Regions from separate parts of the Mus musculus genome. Here all the other regions are linked to region 1. The links are chromatin contacts, called in public promoter capture Hi-C maps. All regions are on one chromosome and are shown on one strand. The core of a region is the stretch at or near the end of the contact, and the rest is flanking DNA. Distances in the headings are between cores, read along the strand shown.

What was found. Promoter capture Hi-C pulls out the DNA fragments that hold promoters and counts their contacts.
Region 2: a contact with region 1 is called in a promoter capture Hi-C map of pre-B cells. The contact joins the promoter of A230020J21Rik here to the promoter of Rab3gap2 in region 1. A contact is called at or near these places in 1 of 39 promoter capture datasets (pre-B cells) and 1 of 484 Hi-C or Micro-C datasets (CD4 T cells).
Region 3: a promoter capture Hi-C map of pre-B cells shows a contact between it and region 1, with 3 times the contacts expected there. The contact joins the promoter of A130010J15Rik here to the promoter of Rab3gap2 in region 1. A contact is called at or near these places in 1 of 39 promoter capture datasets (pre-B cells) and 1 of 484 Hi-C or Micro-C datasets (B cells).

What each region holds. Positions count from the first base shown.
Region 1 is chr1:185,202,230-185,206,461 of GRCm38.p6, reverse strand. Rab3gap2 (RAB3 GTPase activating protein subunit 2) reads right to left here and starts at 2,294. Exons shown (of 35, transcript NM_001163754.1): 1 at 2,109-2,294. The coding sequence starts at 2,220.
Region 2 is chr1:191,022,871-191,027,081 of GRCm38.p6, reverse strand. It overlaps A230020J21Rik (RIKEN cDNA A230020J21 gene), which reads right to left and starts at 1,731. Exons shown (of 2, transcript NR_027298.1): 1 at 513-1,731. It overlaps Flvcr1 (feline leukemia virus subgroup C cellular receptor 1), which reads left to right and starts at 892. Exons shown (of 10, transcript NM_001081259.1): 1 at 892-1,705. The coding sequence starts at 989.
Region 3 is chr1:193,171,491-193,175,549 of GRCm38.p6, reverse strand. A130010J15Rik (RIKEN cDNA A130010J15 gene) reads right to left here and starts at 1,973. Exons shown (of 2, transcript NM_181048.3): 1 at 1,770-1,973; 2 at 1-1,305. The coding sequence starts at 1,208. The coding sequence ends at 417. Irf6 (interferon regulatory factor 6) reads right to left here. Exons shown (of 8, transcript NM_016851.2): 8 at 3,514-4,059. It overlaps Traf3ip3 (TRAF3 interacting protein 3), which reads left to right. Exons shown (of 16, transcript NM_153137.4): 16 at 1-46.

The DNA.
Region 1 (4,232 bases), core at 1,045-3,544:
GGGGGCTAGTGGGTGGTCAGAAAAGGCTGCTGTGAGGGGCTGACATTTAAGCTGATACTCAAAGATGTGACCAGCACGCAGAAATCTGCAAAGAACGTCCCAGGCACAGTCAACAGCAAGAGCAGAGGACTCAGGCACAGGTAAGCGTGGCTGGACCTGCACTCCAGCCTTCAGGAGGCTGGACAAGAGAGGAGGATCGAGGACAGCCTGGGCTCATAGTAAGTCCCAGGCTCCGTCTCAAAACCAATGGGCAGGGAGGCAGCAAAGGAAAGGTCTTAGAACCCATGCAGGGATTGTAGTTTTTAAAAACATTTAGGGTGTGTGTGTGTGTGTGTGTGTGTGTGTAGCACAACACACGTCTGTGTCACAGTATATGTGTAGGGATGAGGGGAGCTAGCAGGAGTCAGTACCCTCCTTCCATCATGTGGGTACTTCAGATTAAACCCAGGTAGTCAGGGTTAGAAGTAAGCTATTACCTGCTGAGCCTTCTCACTGGCCCAGAATGATTGATGTTTAAGTTTAAGTATAATTAAAAAAAAAAAAAAAAACAACAAAAACCCCTCTATGGATTATAAGGAGAATGTGAGAACACACACACACCCCCTGAAGCTTACCAGGACTATTGTTGAAATCTAATTAGAAGAATCTAAGCGTGCCCCTCTTCTCTACATCCCGTTTCTCACCCCACGTCTGTTGTCCCACACAACCTTCCTCACTTTCCCCTTTCCAATTCCCCCAAGGCCCTACACCCACACTTCTGGCCACTGTGCCACTGAAATGGCACTAGGGTCCCAGTGGCTGTCATCGTCCCCAAACCACTGCTATCTGACCTCTGCCACATTTCCCAAACTGCTGACCACCCCTCACCAGGGTCAGATTCTCTCCTTCAGCTTCTGAGACATTTCCATCACCTGGTGCCCCTCTCTCCCATCTCCCCAAGAACCCTTACAAGACTCCCCAACTTCAGTCTCTTCCTAAGGTTCTCGTCAGTAGCGAGTCCACGACACAACAGTTAGCATTCTATAGACTGAAACCACACTTCACCCTTAACTAATTATCACCTTGACTCCAGCTGCCATACCAAGTGTTGGACGTCTCCACAAGCATTTCAGATATGGCCTTCTTTCTCTCTCAACACACGCGCCTGTCAAGCCATCTATCATGTTAGAGCACCCTCACTCACACGTGACATTACCAGTGAATCATAGTGCTACCAGACGGAAACTACCAAACTTAAGTGGTAGGGAGCAGCAATGACTGGTACAAACTATTCATCCCTAGTTCCTCCCATATTTGATATTTTCAAACATTACTTTTCAGACAGACCCTACTAGGAAGCAGAATCTCCCTAGTGCCCTGGGATAGCTTCTAAATAGTGAAAAGGAGAGTGGTTTTTTAAAAATTATTACTGGGTCTACAGAGCAAAGTGATTTTCATATTAAAAATAAAGAAAGCAGAGTAAGATACCCTCTTTCAAAAGGAGAAATAAAGGAGCATATAATAAAATCCTCAGGTAATACGCAGCATTTAGTAAGCAGCTTTGGGATTTATATTCATGAAGTAGGGCTTGTTAACGTTGTTTGATGGTAATAACAGGCGCTGTTTCTCACCTCAATAGACGCCAATTAACTTTTCTCGACCATGTGGCTGTAATTTTAGTTCCTACCCTGGATTCTCCTCACTTCCTAAGAGGTTACTTTTCTTACTTGGCAGTTTACTCACCACCTTAAAAACCCTTCACTTGCCAATCGGCCATTTATTCCGTAAATCTGAATGACAGAAAAGAGATGGAAGAGGGTGGGGATGCTAAGCACCTCTTGAAGGGGCAGAGCAAAGGCTACATACAGTGCCAGAAATGGAGAAGGATGGGAGTTGGAACAAGCACAGGGTGGAGGGCTGACATTAGGCAGGGACTGGGACGGAGGATGCTATCTCTGAGCAGGTGGTGTGCATAGGGAGAAGACGTGGAGCTGGGACTGGGAAGGAGGGGGTGGGGAGCGGTGACAGACAGGCGACAGGACAGGAGACGCAAAAGGCTGAGGCTGAGAGAGACGGGACGCCGAGGGAAGGGAGGCTTGCAGCCGCGTCCCGGTCGCCGGGACACTTACTCGGGTCCCTCTTCAGGGCGCCGGGGGTCTCCTCCCGCAGGTGAGGGAATAGGAAGTCGCGCGCGGACTGCAGGTCCTGGAAGGAGCAGAACTGGACGATGGAGCAGGCCATGGCTGCAGGGACCCCGCCTCGCGGGGCTCGTGGTCCCTAGCCACGCCCGGGCCACTCCACCCGAAGGCTGACAGCACGGAGCCCCGAAAGCTTCAGCTACCCTGGGGGGGCGGGGACGCCAGACCGGAAGCTGTCAGCACTCCTCGCGAGGGGAGGGTGCTACGCATGCGCGGGACGCCCCGAAGCTGCGCGTGCGCGGGCCGAGCGGGAGCCGAGGGAGGGTGCAGCTTCGGACACGTGACTCGCGGTCTTGTGGCGGAGAGTTAGACGTGGAGCCTGGCCGCATTCTTTCTTGGGCGAGCTTGTCCCGTCATTCTGGCCTTCCTCCAAAGGTGATCTAATTGAACTTTGCGGGGGCCATTGAGTCACCCAAACAATCTTGTTGGTGTGCTTCTACGGACACGACCTAGATCGTTCGCAGATCAGGCGGTTTAAGCTGAGTGTGGGCAGGTGCCTGAGAACTTCGTAATTTTGTTTGTGCTTTTGTTTTTTTTTTTTTTAATGTGGAAGGCTATCCTCAGCACCTATACCCCAACTCCCAAAAGAGTCTGCGGCGCCTATGCCTGTAATCCTTCCTACCTCAGTCTGAGGCAGGTGAATTTCTGGCTGTTGAAGCCACTATCCTGGGCTACAATGCAAAAACAGTGTCTCAAGTAACAAAGCGATGGAAAGCAGCTCCTTAAGGGCTCGTATTAAATAAATACTCCTATCTATAAGTTGCCACGGTTCTGTGAAAGCCCGATGTAGTAACAGGACCAGCGCAGTATTGAATGGTGCTCTGTAATCGTCCGTTTGCCTTTTCATCCGTTTGTTCATCTAACCGCCCAACAAGTATTTGTTAGTGTTTTCCGTGCCAGCCACACTCTAGGCACAGAGCTTCGGAACAGAAAGGGACACATTCCTACGGAACTAAAAAGCTAGTGACTAACACAGGCCAAGTGAAGCAATTACTTACTCAGCTAACTAAAACTGAGAGAATGCTAGGCGGGAAAGAACAACAAAACAGCACGGCAGAACAGAGCTGGGGAGACTGACCCTGTACTTTTCCTTTGGGTTTTGGATAAGGAAAGCACCATCCTTATAGACTCCTGGAGGACTGGGGATCCGTTTAACCCCTTAAATACCTGGTCTCTAGCATGGGATCTGGCACCCAGTTGAGTCCTTGATAAATACTTACTGAAGTATATACACATAAATTAAAGACCAACCTGAGTCTTTTACTTGGATTTGAAAGTACATTTCCATATCTTGCCCAGTTAGACTGTCATAAATATCTTCAAGGAGTCTTGTTTCTTTGATTGTTTGAGATAAGGTCTAGCCATGTAGTCCAGGTTAGCCTCAAACCTTCAATTCCCCTCAATGTCCAAGCACTGGGATTATATGTGTGTACTGTACCATGGCTGACTTCAAAAGAATGTGTTATCCTAATTTTGTAAATGAAAAAAAAAATTGCTCTGTCTCTGATGAAGCTCTTGAAACCCATTTAGCTTACTTTCTTTTTTTTCTTTTTTTTTAAATTAGGTATTTATTTCATTTACATTTCCAATGCTATCCCAAAAGTCCCCCACACGCTCCCCCACCCACTCCCCCACCCTCCCACTCCCACTTCTTGGCCCTGGCGTTCCTCTGTACTGGGGCATATAAAGTTTGCATGATCAATGGGCCTCTCTTTCCACTGATGGCCGACCAGGCCATCTTCTGATATATATGCAGCTAGAGACAAGAGCTCCAGGATACTGGTTAGTTCATATTGTTGTTCCACCTATAGGGTTGCGGATCCCTTTAGCTCCTTGGTTACTTTCTCTAGCTCCTCCATTGGAGGCTCTGTGATCCATCCAATAGCTGACTGTGAGCATCCACTTCTGTGTTTGCTAGGCCCCTTAGCTTACTTTCTGAGATGTGTAAAAGCAAAAAAGATGGGCTGGAGAGATGACTTAGTGGCTGCCCTCCCAGAGGTCCTGAGTTCAATTTCCAGCAACCACATAGTGGCTCACAACCATCTGTAGTGTGAT
Region 2 (4,211 bases), core at 482-2,981, 5.8 Mb before region 1:
AAATACTTTGTGGAGCTATTCACAGCATGGGGAACTCCCCAGCGGCTGTATCACCATAGACAATGCCTTGTCCCTCTGCACCCTCAAACTGTTAATAGTTCTCCTATCTCCCCATGACTAAAGGTTTATGGGCTTGGTCTTCTGCAGGTCCCCTGCAGCCACTGTGAGCTCATTAGCGCCAGAGTCATTCCAACACTCAGGAAGCAGAGATAGGTGGATTTCCATGAATTCGGGTCAACCTGCCTACAGAGTCCCGGGTGACACCCTGTCTAAAAAGGAGGATCAGAGGGAGAGAGAGTGAGTAAATCTTAAGTCCTGGCACCCCGTGTTTGCACGCACAGCTTCCCAAAGGGTAGCAGGCTGACTTTGTCTAAGGCCCAGTAGGACCCTGATGCTTCCGGAGCTCTGCCCTCATCCGGTCCCGGGATGTGCAAGTACACGGTTAGCTTATGCACAGACTTTGGTTACTGGTGGGGTACAGGAGGCAGGCAGGGGCTGCACCTGTCCATTACCTCCTTCAGTCCTCTGCGTGGATGGAGCCGCTCAGCTCAATCAACGCAAAGGCCTGCTTCTGAGGAAGCCTCTTTCTTTGGGCGGACGGAAATGCTTTCTGGCGCTCTCCTTCCAAGATAACCTGAGGCTAAACGCTGCGGAGCGAGCGCAGAGAAAGGCCTGGCAGCTCCAGCAAACCACAGCGTAGAGAACGCCTGCCTTGGGCTCCTCTTACATCTTCACAAGCTTGACCCCGCCCCTCTTCTCGGCAACTCCCCGATTGGTTTTCTGGACTTCCGAAACGCTCAATGATTGGATGGAGGGTCGCACTACGCGATACGAGATGCCCTGGGGGCGGGGACTGCCGGCAAGAGCCAGGCGCGGTGAGCTCTGCTTCACTTAGTCAGCAAGCGGCGCAGGCGAGCGCGCTGAACCGGGTGGGACCTAGGAGCCGGCGAGGAGCACTAAGGGGCGGCGGGGCGGGGAGCCGGGAGGCATGGCGCGGCCCGATGACGAGGTGGGGCCGGCCGTGGCGCCCGGGCACCCGCTGGGGAAGGGATACCTTCCAGTGCCCAAGGGCGCCCCGGACGGGGAGGCGCGCTTGGTACCGCAAAACGGGCCTGAGGCGCTGAACGGAGGCCCCGGGCTCGGCCCGCTGATCGCGGGAGCCCAGGGCGGGCCGCAAGCCCTGATAGCGGCGGAGGAGGAGACCCAGGCCCGGCTGTTGCCCGCGGGCGACGGGGAGGACGTCCCATGCCCCGCGTGTCCCCCGCGCACAGCGCTGTCGCCGAGGCGCTTCGTGGTGCTGCTCATCTTCAGCCTTTACTCGCTGGTGAACGCCTTCCAGTGGATCCAGTACAGCAGCATCAGCAACGTGTTCGAGGACTTCTACGAGGTGTCGCCGCTGCACATCAACTGGCTGTCCATGGTGTACATGGTGGCCTACGTGCCCCTCATCTTCCCGGCCACCTGGCTGCTGGACACGCGAGGCCTGCGGCTCACGGCGCTGCTGGGCTCCGGCCTCAACTGCCTGGGAGCCTGGGTCAAGTGCGGCAGCGTGCAGCGGCACCTCTTCTGGGTCACCATGCTGGGGCAGATCCTGTGCTCCGTGGCCCAGGTCTTCATCCTGGGCTTGCCCTCCCCCGTCGCCTCGGTATGGTTTGGACCCAAGGAGGTGTCGACGGCTTGTGCCACAGCAGTGCTGGGCAATCAGGTAAAGACTGGAACGTCTAGATAACTGGGATCCTTTCAGGCTGGTAGGAAGTCATAGGCCGGGCTGGGGCAACGGTCTGTGGGTAAAGTGCATACTATAGAAGCGTGAAGACTGGGCTCCAGCACCACGAGAAAAGCCTGGCACGGTGGCTCCAGGGTGTATTCCCAGCCAGCACTGACAGGTGAGGAGGACAGCTCCTGAGAAAGGACACCGAGGTTGCCCTCTGGCCTACACACAGGCGCACACACGGGCACGCTTGGAAACTGGCGGTAAAAGAGATCTCAGGTGTTTTTGTCGCCACTGCAGAAGAAAGGTCTTGAGATCTGGAAAGTTTGTTTCCATGTTAAATGTCCTTGGAACAGCCCTGATTTAATTGTATTAGTATTAGTAGTCAGCCCAGCTTGGCACCTACTGGTCACGTATAAGTGAATGTTCAATAAATGCTCCGGTGATAAAGACTTGGCAGTATTACTGAGTCCAGCTATTAGTTCTTAACCGTGAGACAGTGGAAGGCAAATCACTGATCAAGAATGGTTAGTGGGATAAGTCAAGGCTTCCTTAAGAAATGATCTTGTTTTTTTCTACCATCATAAATTCAAATGCCACTAGAATAACAGAAATAATAGTAGGTAAAAGGTTTTTGTATGTGATTTATTTATTTAAAACGGTCTCTTCCACTGTGTAGGGCAGGCTGGTCTGGAAATCACAGTGTCCCCCTGGCTGGCCTCAAACTTGACAATCTTGCTTCAGGCTCCCAAACACCACCATGAGTCACCACAATATTATGTTTGCATTTGTTAATTTTAGGCTTGTTATTGTAACTTAAAATTTTGCTAGAGGGCACTTGTGACACCTGATGTTTTTGTCACCACTGTAAATGTCACATTTTAAAAGATGCTTAGTATTCATTCAGTTGAAGGAAATCTAGTTTAAAAAAAAAATCTATAATCCTTTCTATACATATATTGTTACCTGCCGCCATGTAACTAGAAAATGTTACTTTCTTACTTCAAGTCTCACTTGGGTCAAGATCATGGTTTAAAATACCCCAAGAGACTAAATATGTGTGCCTATTTTATTAGTTACTTTCTTTTTCTAAGTCACTTAATTGCTATGTATCAAAAACAATTTATTACTGATACATTGATTGGTTGTTTCTTTTTTTTTTTTTAAGATTTATTTATTATTATATGTAAGTACACTGTAGCTGTCTTCAGACACACCAGAAGAGGGAGTCAGATCTTGTTACGGATGGTTATGAGCCACCATGTGGTTGCTGGGATTTGAACTCTGGACCTTCGGAAGAGCAGTCGGGTGCTCTTACCCACTGAGCCATCTCACCAGCCCCCGGTTGTTTCTTTATGTTTAGATAGCAGATGTTTTTTAAAAGGTATTTTTTTGGTTCTGAATTGTTTTCGAGGTAAATGCTTCATTAAGCATAACAAAAATATCAACTCCATATTTATGAAGTATTAATTTTATGGATAATAAGTGGAAATATTTACTTATAGGTGGACTTCGCTCTTCTCAGCACATATCTGGAGCTTCCTATATTCACTTGAGGTAGTCTCACTCCTTTCTTGACCTCTATAACTGTACAGTTGTTCAATATCACCAAAACACATTTTCAGCTTCATTTATGGAATGATCATGCATAATAATATTCAGCAGCAGCACGCAGTCACTAAGCTTGTGATTTGTGTGCATGTATCATTTAACTTGGTATTATAAGTTTAGAAACTATTATTTTCTGCATTCAATAAATAGGAAAATTGAGACTTTAAGGAATGAAGTAATTTTCCCAAAGTAATAATAGATCTTGTTCATGTAAGTGTGTCTGGTTCCTGAATGGTGGCTTCTAACTTTCAGGTCTCTAGAAAGAACCTTTGAAAATACAGGCCCTTTAAGCTTGCCAGTGCTTCTCAAAATACTTAATGTGAAGTGTTTACTGTGAGTTACAAATCTTTCTAATGTGACTTCTTTGGTTTCTTAAACAATGCCAGACTTGCAATTGCACAAGGGCCTCTGCAGAAACATTGGTTCCCTTTGCTTACGATACTCTTCCTGTTCAGATTATGTAATTGCATACATACTACCACTAAGCTCTCTTCAGGTTCATTTTTAATGCAGAACAACTTTCTTGATTCCACGTAGAGTTCTCCAGCTCTTCCTTCCTTCCTTCCTTCCTTCCTTCCTTCCTTCCTTCCTTCCTTTCTTTTTTCTTTCTTTCTTTCTTTCTTTCTTTCTTTCTTTCTTTCTTTCTTTCTTTCTCTCTTGATTTATCTATCTATCTATCTATTTATTTATTTATTTATTTATTTATTTATTTATGTTTTTTGAGACAGGGTTTCTCTTTATCGCTCTGGCTGTCGTGGAGCTCACTTTGTAGACCAAGCTATCCTCGAACTCAGAAATCTGCCTGCCTCTGCCTCCCGAGTACTGGGATTAAAGGCGTGCGCCACCATGCCCGGCACAAGATTTATTTATTTTATGTGAGTACACTGTC
Region 3 (4,059 bases), core at 724-3,223, 8.0 Mb before region 1:
ATTTTTTTTTCACCAGGTTGTAAATAAACTTTATCTCACAAGACTACTCTTTAGAACTGTGTATTCCTGAGAAATAAGCCACAAGTGTAACCCTTAAGCATCATTGTCTCGCACCCTACTTCAGTTAGAGTTCCATACATAGATTACCTAGTCATTCTCCTTCCCTCTAAGGCACTATCCACCAGGGAAGGCCACCATCCCAGGGTACACTCATGTCTCCACAATGCTCCTTTTCCATCTCTCATTCAATGAAAAATAAACAGACACCTCGGCTAAGGACCTAGGAACTCCTAATATAAAGACTGAAATCATACTACTGCTGCCAACGACTCTCCCCATTCACACGTGTTCAATTGACTGCACAACATTCATCGTAATTGACATTCATTGATACCTTCTCAACGGACAGAGTTAACTCAGAGGGCCACAGCAGGAAGTGTGACCACCTCAGAGGAGATGCTGAGGTCAGCAAAGGCATTCTGAGCCCTAAATCGGGTTCTGAGTTCCTTCTCCCAGGCACTTAGAAAGTTTTTCAGGGCTGGGAACAAACTCTCTGGAACACTAAAGGAGTACAGCAGAATTGATGGTTGACCAGGCAGCCACGAAATCCGGGCAGTAAACACCCGCAGGGGAGTCATGGTTAAGCAGTTGTCATCTTCACGGTTCAGGTCAAATGTGTAAGAGACTGGATATCCCAGGAGTATCCCAAATACAGTGCAGAGATTCCAGTCTGAGGAATGTAGCCTGGTGTAGGAGACTCCCTGAGACACATCTTTCTTAAGTCCTCGAAAACGTGTGATGACGTCAGCTATGAGAGATTTCAAGTCCGGGAGCTGGTCCACCGACCGGACAGAAGGATGAGGTTGGGAGCGGGAAACGTCCACGAAAGCTACAGTACCAAGCAGTGTCTGTTCCAAATGCTGACAGGCATACTCAGGACTGACAATAAAGTTATTCTCTCCAATCTCAAGAATGTGAAGTCCTGGCTCCAGGAAGCCCAGCCCCTGTAGTTCCTCCAGATAACTTTGGAGCGCCAATACTCCTGCAGAGTTGCAATCATAGAGTACAGCTGGCTTCAGCCCGCGGGCCACAGCCAGCACCTCTCCTGCCAGGTGAAGGCAGGTAGCTCGAGGTGGGCATTTTCTCTTGCCCATGCCCAGAGTCTGCTGAGCAGCTGCCACCAGCAGCTGAGGGCTTGGTGTTGACATAAGATCTGGAAGTTACATGACATATGGCCTCCTTAGCTAGCCACAGTTCCTTTCCCTGGGCCACACACAGTTCAGCTCCCAGCACTTGAGAAAGATCCTAGAAACAATATGGTAGGGGGAAATCGTTAATACTGTCAAGATGGGGTCACCAATGCTGCACCCCATTTCTCTGGCAGACTTAAGTTTACGAAATCGTCCTTCTAGTCACATTTACATTGTCTCTGGCTTCGATTCTAACTTTTACCTGGTGCAATTTATGCTCTGGGATTCAAACCTTACAGCAAAAGTTACCACTTCTCCCAAAACTGTCCAACTGGGACAGAACTCTGGGCTCTAAACTTCAGCGCCTGTAAGCTCTCCATTGCCAGCTCCTCAGACAGATCTCCACAGAGCGCTCACAGCAGCCTGATCAAACCAGCATAAGCTACAACGCGGAGTAATCACCGCCTCACCCTGCGACACTCAGGTAAGAGAAGCCGCTAGAACTGGGGCACGAGCCAGTTTAACACTTGCTGGACCCTCTTCCCTTCTAGGAAGGCACGCTCCCACCGCCACACCTACCCACACGTGCCTACGCGGTGGTAGACTAGTTACAAAAGGAAGCGCTCTGCCTCAAGACACTCGGCTAGCATTTCCGCCGCAGGTTCGGGGGCGCAGGAAGCCCTTCCGCCTGCCCGCCAGCGGCGTAGTGCCCTCCCACGCCCCACACTCGGTACTGTGAAAACCCGACAGTGTGTGCAGAAGCCCAGGGAAAGACAGCCTGACGTGCATGCGCACTGGCTTACTCCGCCTTTCCGTGACGTCATTTGAAAAGCAAACGCAAGCCAGAACCTTTGAAGAGGCTGCGGACGGAGTGGGAGGTAAAGCCACCTTAGACCCGCCCCTTCCGGTAGAGCCCCTGCGGGCGGGCCTTGCGAGGCGGAAGTGGAAGTGGGGGAGAAGCCGCTGGGACCGCCAGTTGTCAGTCCGCGGAATAAGGGACACCTCTCCTGTGGGCAATGCTGTAAAGCTTTATTTTGTATTATTATTTTTTTAATGTACCTAAATTCTGAACTTGACAGGTATGCCAAGGCCATGCATATTCACTCCTTTTTTAAAAATCGCCTTATTGTGTGGGCGTGCACAATGGCGCCCTGTCAGCTCTCGCTTCCACCTTGTAAGAGGGTCCGAGGTACTGAACTCAGGAAGCCAGCCTGCTGAGCAAGTGCCATTAACTGCTGAGCCAGTACTGTTGTACTATGTGTTGCAGGGGCTGGCCCGGAACGGGACTTCTCGTTCTCTGGTTTATGCCGCGTTGGGGATTGAGCTCTGGAATTCACGCGTGCCAAACACTACTAACTGTATGTCTGCAGCCTGAGTATTCACTCTCAGTGTGCCGAGGTACTGCATTGTACCTTCTTCATGGAGCTCAAAGCCCGAGAGTCCAGTTTGCTGATCATCTTATTTTAAAAGATTGATTTTTATTTCCATTCATAAGTTTGTGCAGGTGCCCAGGAAGCCAGAAAAGGGAGTAGGGTCACCTGGAGCTGAATAAGTTAAAAATATTGTGAGCTGCCTAACACGGGCTTTGGGAACGGAATTCAAATCTTTGGGAGAAAAAGCAGGTCTCATCTCTACAGCCACACTGTTGTGGTGGGGATTTGTTTGTTGAGACAATGTCTTGCTATGTATTCCTCAAACATGACAATCCTCCTGCCTCAGCCTCGGAAGTTCTGAGGTTAGAGTCTACCCTAATTGAATGATACCTCAAGGAGTTATCTATACCTCAAGGAGGATGGGCAAAACTAAGGAGGGGAACACCATCTAGGAAGCCAAAGGTGAGTTAACATCCTTACTGGCCGCTTCAAGGCCACCCATGCCCCTGACCATAACCTCTGACCCACTGCTTTGTAAGTAAACCTAATGGACTCCTTGGTACCCCAGATTGAACTTCGGTGGAACTGTACCCTCATCTGCCATTAGGACCTTAGAAAGTGCCTTGTTCCTTTCTCCAGAGAAGTCTTACAGCAGATAGGAAGGTCAAATGTTGACATAAGGAATTTGCCTATATCTTCTGTGAAGGAAATCTTAAGAAAACTCTAGCCTGGACAAATGGCCCCAAGTTATGGGCAGCAAAATGGAGACCCAGACTGGAGGTTTTACAGTGGTGCTATGCTGGTACCTTCATACCAAAAAGGACCAGCAGTGTGTTAAAGACAGACAGACAGTATGTAAGGAGGATCAGTTTGTAGGGCCTGCCAGTCTAACTTAGGTTCTCAGCTCAGGGGGAGTCAGTACTAAAAATTGATAGAACCAGTACTCTAGCTTTATATTTTTTTCTTCCCAAGTTTATTTTACGTTCTCATGATAGTTAGCAATAAATCTCCAAATTGAAAGACGTAGGTCATTTATTACAGCACAAATATCTTAGAACACACTGTATCAGACACTGCTAAAGACCTGGCAATAAATCTAAGACAAACAGTTTTGACTTTCCAAGTTGGCAGTCAGTCAAGCAGAACATAGATGCGGAGCAATTTACAAACGACACAGTTACTCTTAAAGTTTAAGATGCTACATGAACATACAACTGAGAACTGTGGAGAGGAGATGAGATTCAGCATCTGCCTTCAGGGTTTATCTGTAGTGGTTCTTTTAACATTGGAGTTAATCTGGAGTGCACAGTAAGGAAAAGGAGGAACTGGGGGAAATCCTCCTCCCTTCTGAGTCTTCAAATGAAGGCAGGAAGAAGACAGCTGGAGAGTGAATGGGAGCATTGGGAAACTTAGAGCTCCTGGGGACTTGGTATCTACTAAAACCAGAGAAAGCTTACTGAATATGACAAGAGAAGATCCTGCATGTAGTGTGTGCT